2 separate regions of the Zea mays genome follow, and region 2 is linked to region 1. The links are chromatin contacts, called in public Hi-C maps. All regions are on one chromosome and are shown on one strand. The core of a region is the stretch at or near the end of the contact, and the rest is flanking DNA. Distances in the headings are between cores, read along the strand shown.

What was found. Hi-C and Micro-C count contacts between places; a contact is called where the count stands out from the background.
Region 2: a contact with region 1 is called in a Hi-C map of ear, with 2.9 times the contacts expected there. The contact joins two enhancer-like sites. A contact is called at or near these places in 4 of 25 Hi-C or Micro-C datasets (ear, leaf and tassel).

The regions. Positions count from the first base shown.
Region 1 is chr3:110,716,530-110,719,729 of Zm-B73-REFERENCE-NAM-5.0, forward strand. No RefSeq gene overlaps it. Among protein-coding and RNA genes, the nearest start is that of LOC103650276, 46 kb to the left of the region's middle. Within about 2 kb of position 1,627, at least 15 of the 20 cell types and tissues checked have an H3K27ac peak or open chromatin away from gene starts, as enhancers often do. A contact at or near this core is called in ear, leaf and tassel, where this site is marked.
Region 2 is chr3:111,296,559-111,299,758 of Zm-B73-REFERENCE-NAM-5.0, forward strand. LOC103650275 (ubiquitin carboxyl-terminal hydrolase 8) reads right to left here. Exons shown (of 13, transcript XM_008675884.4): 11 at 3,035-3,200; 12 at 2,573-2,846; 13 at 1,907-2,386. The coding sequence ends at 2,225. Among protein-coding and RNA genes, the nearest start is that of LOC103650275, 9.2 kb to the right of the region's middle. Within about 2 kb of position 1,578, at least 18 of the 20 cell types and tissues checked have an H3K27ac peak or open chromatin away from gene starts, as enhancers often do. A contact at or near this core is called in ear, leaf and tassel, where this site is marked.

The DNA.
Region 1 (3,200 bases), core at 377-2,876:
TGAAACTCTTATTCTAGATGAATGTTCAACTTAACAATCTCCATTCAAACACTGGTATATCAAAGGATTGTGATTCTGATACTTCATCATTACAAACCCTAGAGTTTGGTGGGGATTGTTGGATCTTTTATGGGCTTGGTCCATTTAATCAATAAACTCTATGGTGTGTAATTGTGGACAATACCAATAGTACCATATTGGAATTCCAAGGGTCGTTGGCTTGACTTATATGGTAGGAATTATTCCACTTAATTTGAGAAGTTAAGAAACGAACAAGGGCGTGCCACACGCGCGCGCGCCGCCGCCGGCCGGGTCGCGCCGGGCTCGTGGCATGGTGTGGTGTGGCGAGGCAGGCAGGCAGGCGACGAGCAGGCGAGGTGTGGTGTGGTTGTGTTAATTTTTAGCACTCATTAACCGCGGGAGTTTCAACTCCGGGTTAAACCATTCAGTTGCCCGTCCCTTGAACAGCCGCATGCAAGACCCTTCTTCTTCAGCTTCCCTTCCACGAAGGGTTAAGAAGGGGAGAACTCCTGTTGCTTGGCACGAGAGCAGAACCATTTCAGAATCACTGTCCAGCCGCAAGTGTGGGTATTTCCATCTTGTAACTCTGCGCGCACAGAGGAGCGAGAGGTCAGGTGCCTCTGAATCCCTTGCCGTTCGAGACCTTGCATGGGGGATCGACAATTAGGTTTTTGGGGAGCGTCTACGCGACTGCCCGAACATCCGTCGTTGTCTTCATCACTATTAAACATCTTCTTCTTCCTGGCAGAATGACAAGAGAAGTTGGACAAGGATCTGGATCCTCAGAACGCATGGGGGGTATGATCGTTTCATCTCCTTACTGTTTTACGTTCTCCATATTATATATGTTTCATATGTTCATGTCTACTGTTTCGCATGTAACCATGAATTTATTACATTTGTTCTGTCATATCATATCATGACATGTATGATGCCTGTTCATGCTAGTAATATGCCATGTCTGTTTATTTTAATTTTAAAGTCATGTTGTTTATGTTGCTATATATTTATTTTCAATTGTTCCGTTATAATACATGTACCATGTTTATATGCTTATTATATTTATATGATTTATATGATTTATATGTTTTATGTTCTCATGTTCCATATTTTCATGGATATATTTGACATCATGATTTCCATGATTAAAATTATATTTTATATGTCATCATAATAATATTAATTTATGGAATTAAAATAATATGAAAAATGCCTATATCTTTAACAATCTTAGTGTTTAGTCTAAATAGGCGCCAACACATGTTTAAAATACCGCTCCCTTATATAACAAAAAATAATGCGTGCTCTAGTTGTAATGTAATTGTAGAATGCTTGTGTCCAGCCGGATACGGGTTAGAGTCTATGGCCTGGCCCTTTTTCTTGCTTTTTTTCCCAGGAGCAGGATTTCGGGCGCGTGGTCTGCGCGGCAAGACGGCAGGGGACGTTTTTGGCCACGCACCTTTTTTTTTATTTCGTAGGAGGAGGATTTCGGTCTGCGCGGGAGGGCCGTAGCCCGTAGGGCGCGATTTTGGGTGATCTGCGGGGGAGGACTTCGCGCGCGCGAGGCACGGTTTCGGGCGAGAAGAAAGTCGTGCTTTATTGTATAGAAATAGAAGATAGACTACAGACTCGGCCCACTTGTGGCCATTACACGGCCCACTCTAACCCAGATACATGGACGTTGGTCTTTTTCATACGTCGAGATCACCCTTCTGAAGTTCTGAATGCAGTGTCAGCTGCATCTATTTCCTTCACTGTCTTCGACTCAGCCTCCTGTGCATCGCTGCTCACATTCTCCTCCTCATCAGTTGCCACTTGTCTCTAAGCGGGGTACGTGAGAACTTAAGGCCTATTTGGTTTGTGGCTAAACGTGCCACATTTTGACTAAAGTTAGACAAAGTGTGGCAAGTTAGACAGTGAACCAAACATGCCTTTGGCTTTGTTTGGTTATAGAGGGATTGAAGTGGATTGAGATGTATTGAAGGGGATTGAAAAAAAAATTAGTTCATATTACACCTCAATACACCACATACTACCTCAATCCACTCCGATATCGATATGACATTACCCAAACAAGCCCTTAGTCTTCAATGCTCCGGTGTCCTCCAGGCGGCGAGAGCCGCATCCAAACCCGACCAGCCTAGTGTATCTTTACTTGCGCGACCATGGAGCCACCGCATTGGATCATGCGCCGATCATGAATCTGCACAAGCACCTGTAATGCAGTATCGGAACATGGTAATAATTGAACAGCAGTGTGTTGTCGGCCAACAACTGCCTTGAGCTGTGATTGGTGAAAAACCGGGTGAATGCTGGAGGTTTCGGGTAACCGGAGCCGGTAAGCTACTGAACCAATACATTGTAGCATGGTGTATGGCCCGAAGAATTTGTTGGCCAATTTCTGGATGGAGCGATTAGCAACAAAAGATTGAATGTATGACTGAAGCTTATGGTATACTTGATCACCCACATTGAAACTTCGTTCTGATCTATTATGATCAGCCCGACGTTTCATCCATGCTCGAGCCCGCAAGAGATGCTAGCGAACCCGTCGAGAGACTAACTCAGGATCCTAGAGCCACTGTAACACCCTAAAATTCTAAATTGGGTATAGTAAAAATTCGCCCAAAAACGATTCTCCTACAAAAATCAAATGTTAATGTTAGAATTCTGAACATTCAAAACTTAGATCCAAATCTTGAGACTAACAATTTAAGTTGAAACCTGGAACAGTAAATAAATGAAACTCTACTTCCAATTTATCTAATTATGCCCTCGGTAAACTATATAATTAAAGCACTCTCTAAAAAAAATAAGTGAATTAAAATATCTTAGAATAAAGATTATATATTACTTTTCACTAAAATAAATAAGCAATGGATATTTTTAATTTGATCACATGTCCAAAAAAATAATATTTTTCTGAAAAGAATATTGTGTGTGTGTACGCCAAGTTTTGAGCATTTGCCCAAATAAATGAATAATGTACTTAATAGGAAAATACAAATAGTTTCATGTCATGTTGGGTTTTTTTGTCTGTGCATATGAATTTAAGTTTGAAAAATTCAAAACAGATTTGAAATTGAGTTTGAATTGAAACTAGAAGGAGAAAAGAAAACAACCACAGCTGGCTCGAAACTCTAGCGCCGGCCCAAACCTCTCCCTTTTCCCTTCACCCC
Region 2 (3,200 bases), core at 328-2,827, 580 kb after region 1:
ATCTGTAATCCAAACACTCAAGAGAGAAAATGCAAATAACACAGTAAGGCGGCGAGATGCTTGAGCAGTATATTGCCAAAGCGTGTCCGGAGTGCTACAGGACCGGGGTATTTATAGGGGTAGACGGGGTTAGGTAAACCAAGTGTCGTAATGCCCCTATCTACTAACTATATTCCCGCCACGCACTGTACATCAAGGTAATTACAGGATAGTGAGTACGGATCCTTAATTACACCAGATTTGGTACCCTCCTGGGTCGCTTATAGGTGAGCCCGCTGAGGGCAGATACTTTACACAGTGGTCGCAAGAGTGTGAGGTCTGACAGGCATCGTTGTAAGTTGTCATCTAGCCCTGCTAAGGCTCCAGGCGTCCGAGGAAAGTCCCTTCGCAAGTGAGCCTGCATGGTTGACTTCGCCGCCATACTCAAAGGTTGTGTTTTCATGCCTTCAGCAACGTTTTTGGGCCTTCGCCTTTCTTTTGCTATAGTTTTAACAGTTCGGAGACCAGATTGAGGGGGTGTTATGTCTTCTCACCAACAATAGACAACATTGTTGATAGAATAAAGTTTAAAATAGAAAATGTGATAAAAAAAACTACTGACACAGCCTAACCAATAGTGCGTACAGTTGTAGCACCTCCATTATTCAAATTGTACTGTCGCGCTCTTGCTCTCTCTCTCTCTACTAGTAGAGACGTTAGGCCGATTCCAGCAAGGATCTGTAAAGCGTTCTCTACGCCAAATTTAGCGGATGCAACCGTGCGCAATGCCTCTAACAAGGTTTGCTAAAGGAGACTGTAAAATTTAGAGCTCGCCAAGAATCCTCTAAACGTAGCGGACGAAGAAGCGTCCTGTATAGCTGACATCTGCATCAATGTCAGTGTGCTTGTGTCCTTCTTATACTAAAAAACGATTACGACTGTACATGATGTGATGGATACATGCTGGCAGACATGTACGATCATGACTATACATAACGTGATGTCATATGAAATTATTTTTTAAGGTGAAACACAATGCAAAATTCGAAGTTTGATAATACTGTAGATATAAAGGACGTTGCTGGAGATGAAAAAAATATAGGGGATGAAATCTTTTAGAGAATGCTGTAAATAATAGAGAATATTTCTTTAAATGATGAAATTTAGAGTACGCTGTTGGAGACCGCCTTAGAAAGAGAGGGTGTGAAACATGCATGCATGAGCTGTTCCAGATGGAGGTCTGTGTTTTCACCGTCGCGCTCCTACTACACTAGAGCAGTACGTACTACAGTACTATACTAGTAGTAGACCGCTGGCTACGGGCCGCTAGATAATGATGACACGAGGCAGCGAGGCCTGGATAGGAACCTGCCACTGCCATCTGCGGATGCCGGCCAGACTCGTCGACGCGACAGGGCACGCGTGCGTCCGTGCGTGACAGCTGCGCAGAGAGAGAGAGAGAGAGAGACGGAGCTAGGTTAGCTTTTTGCCGTCGCTGTGACGGGTCACATCGCCATTGACGTCTCCACTGTACTGCTGCTGCTCCTCGCCGGGGCCGGTCGACTCTGCGGCTCTGCCTGCTTGGTTGGGCCGGCGGACTCCCGGACGACGGTGACACCGACGCAAACGTACAGAGCAGCCTCGCTCCGATCTGTCGTTTCGATCGCTCCGTCTCCTCGCACGCGCCGACTCCTGGACTGCCTCGCGCTTGCGTGGGCCGAGCTCCTGGGCCAGGGAACCACCCCGCGTTCTTTAAACAAGCCATAGCCCACAGGTGAAGTGGGCTGTGGTCGCAGCTGAGGCCCGAACACGAGCAACAGTTCTATATAACAGCCTTAAGAACTTGTTTGAGAACTCCATTTTCTGAAAGGTTTCCTATTTTTCCAAGAAAAAATAAACTAGTTTCTCTTAGAAAAATAGAAATTCCTTAAAAATAGGGTTCCAAAACTAACCCTAACTGTGTTGAGAATCTGGGACGAAATATCTTCCCCACATGCCATTAGCCAAAATTTTACCGCTATCAGTTACAGGTGCTAAAAGGGAACGGAAAAAAAACAAAGGAATTTGCAACGGAAGGAACCGCGACAAATTATCTCCCCCCTCTGAACCACATTGCCGCACAAACTCTTCCCCACCTGTTCTATTTCTCACTTCCGTTGCGGCATTGCCGCACAACTGTCCCCCTAAACCAATGAAACTATACACTGTCCGGGACTTGGGCTCAAAAATTGCCTCCACCGCCTCCTCAGGTTGGAATATCAGAATCTATGTCTGTAACTGTATCTAAGCTATCCTCCTGTATCCGCCGGTAAAAAAGAACATAAGCTGCCGATGTCTTTATACTGTCCTCGGTTATGGGGCCCACATGACGGTCATCGAAATCATACCAACCCTTTTTCCCTTCATGCTGCACGAAACAAAGCACATTGTGTTAAGCGCATATAATGATGCACCTTACAGCCCACCAGCACGAGTGGAACAAGATGGTATTTCTCGCACGAGAAGGCAGTAGATGATCTTGTAAATCGCCAATGATACAGAAAACAGATGGACAAACAAAAGGTTTCCACAGTAGGGGAGGAAGAGAACTCACATAAACATAAGCCGTATAGTGACCACCTCCCAAGCTTCCATAGTGGTTGCTAGTAGCATACAGTCGATAATTGTGAGGAACGTCTTGGCATCTGTGACCAATATACTTCGACAGGTCAAGATCATGAATCGGGAAGTCCACAAATGTCTCCAGCTTGTTTTTGGTATACCGACTGTATGAAAATCTTTTCAGGTGTATAATAAGGATTTCAGGTAATCTCCAGAGGTCTAACTTCTTACTAGCTTGCCGATGCTCTTTACAACCTGGGCAGTACCTGCGAGAAATAGGTATGTGTGTCAGTTTCACCATTCAGTACAACTACAGTATTTCTACTCTTAAAAAAATAACCATTGTTCTAAGTTCTAACGATAGAATATTCTACTTTGTACAGCGCTTCAAGAGCTTACACAACCAGAACGTGGATCACTATGATATAAAATGCTACTGAGAAAAGAAAATTACCACATGTCTTCTGGGCCTAATGGTTCTTCCTTAATAAAAGCTTCCAGACATGCATATAGAGAACATGTGTCCTGTGGCCTCCTAGAAAACAGCACCGCTTTGTAAACTTCTGGAAGAGAATTCAAAGAACTAAAGTTGTATTGGTCCAGTCCACTGTCCTCCCAAC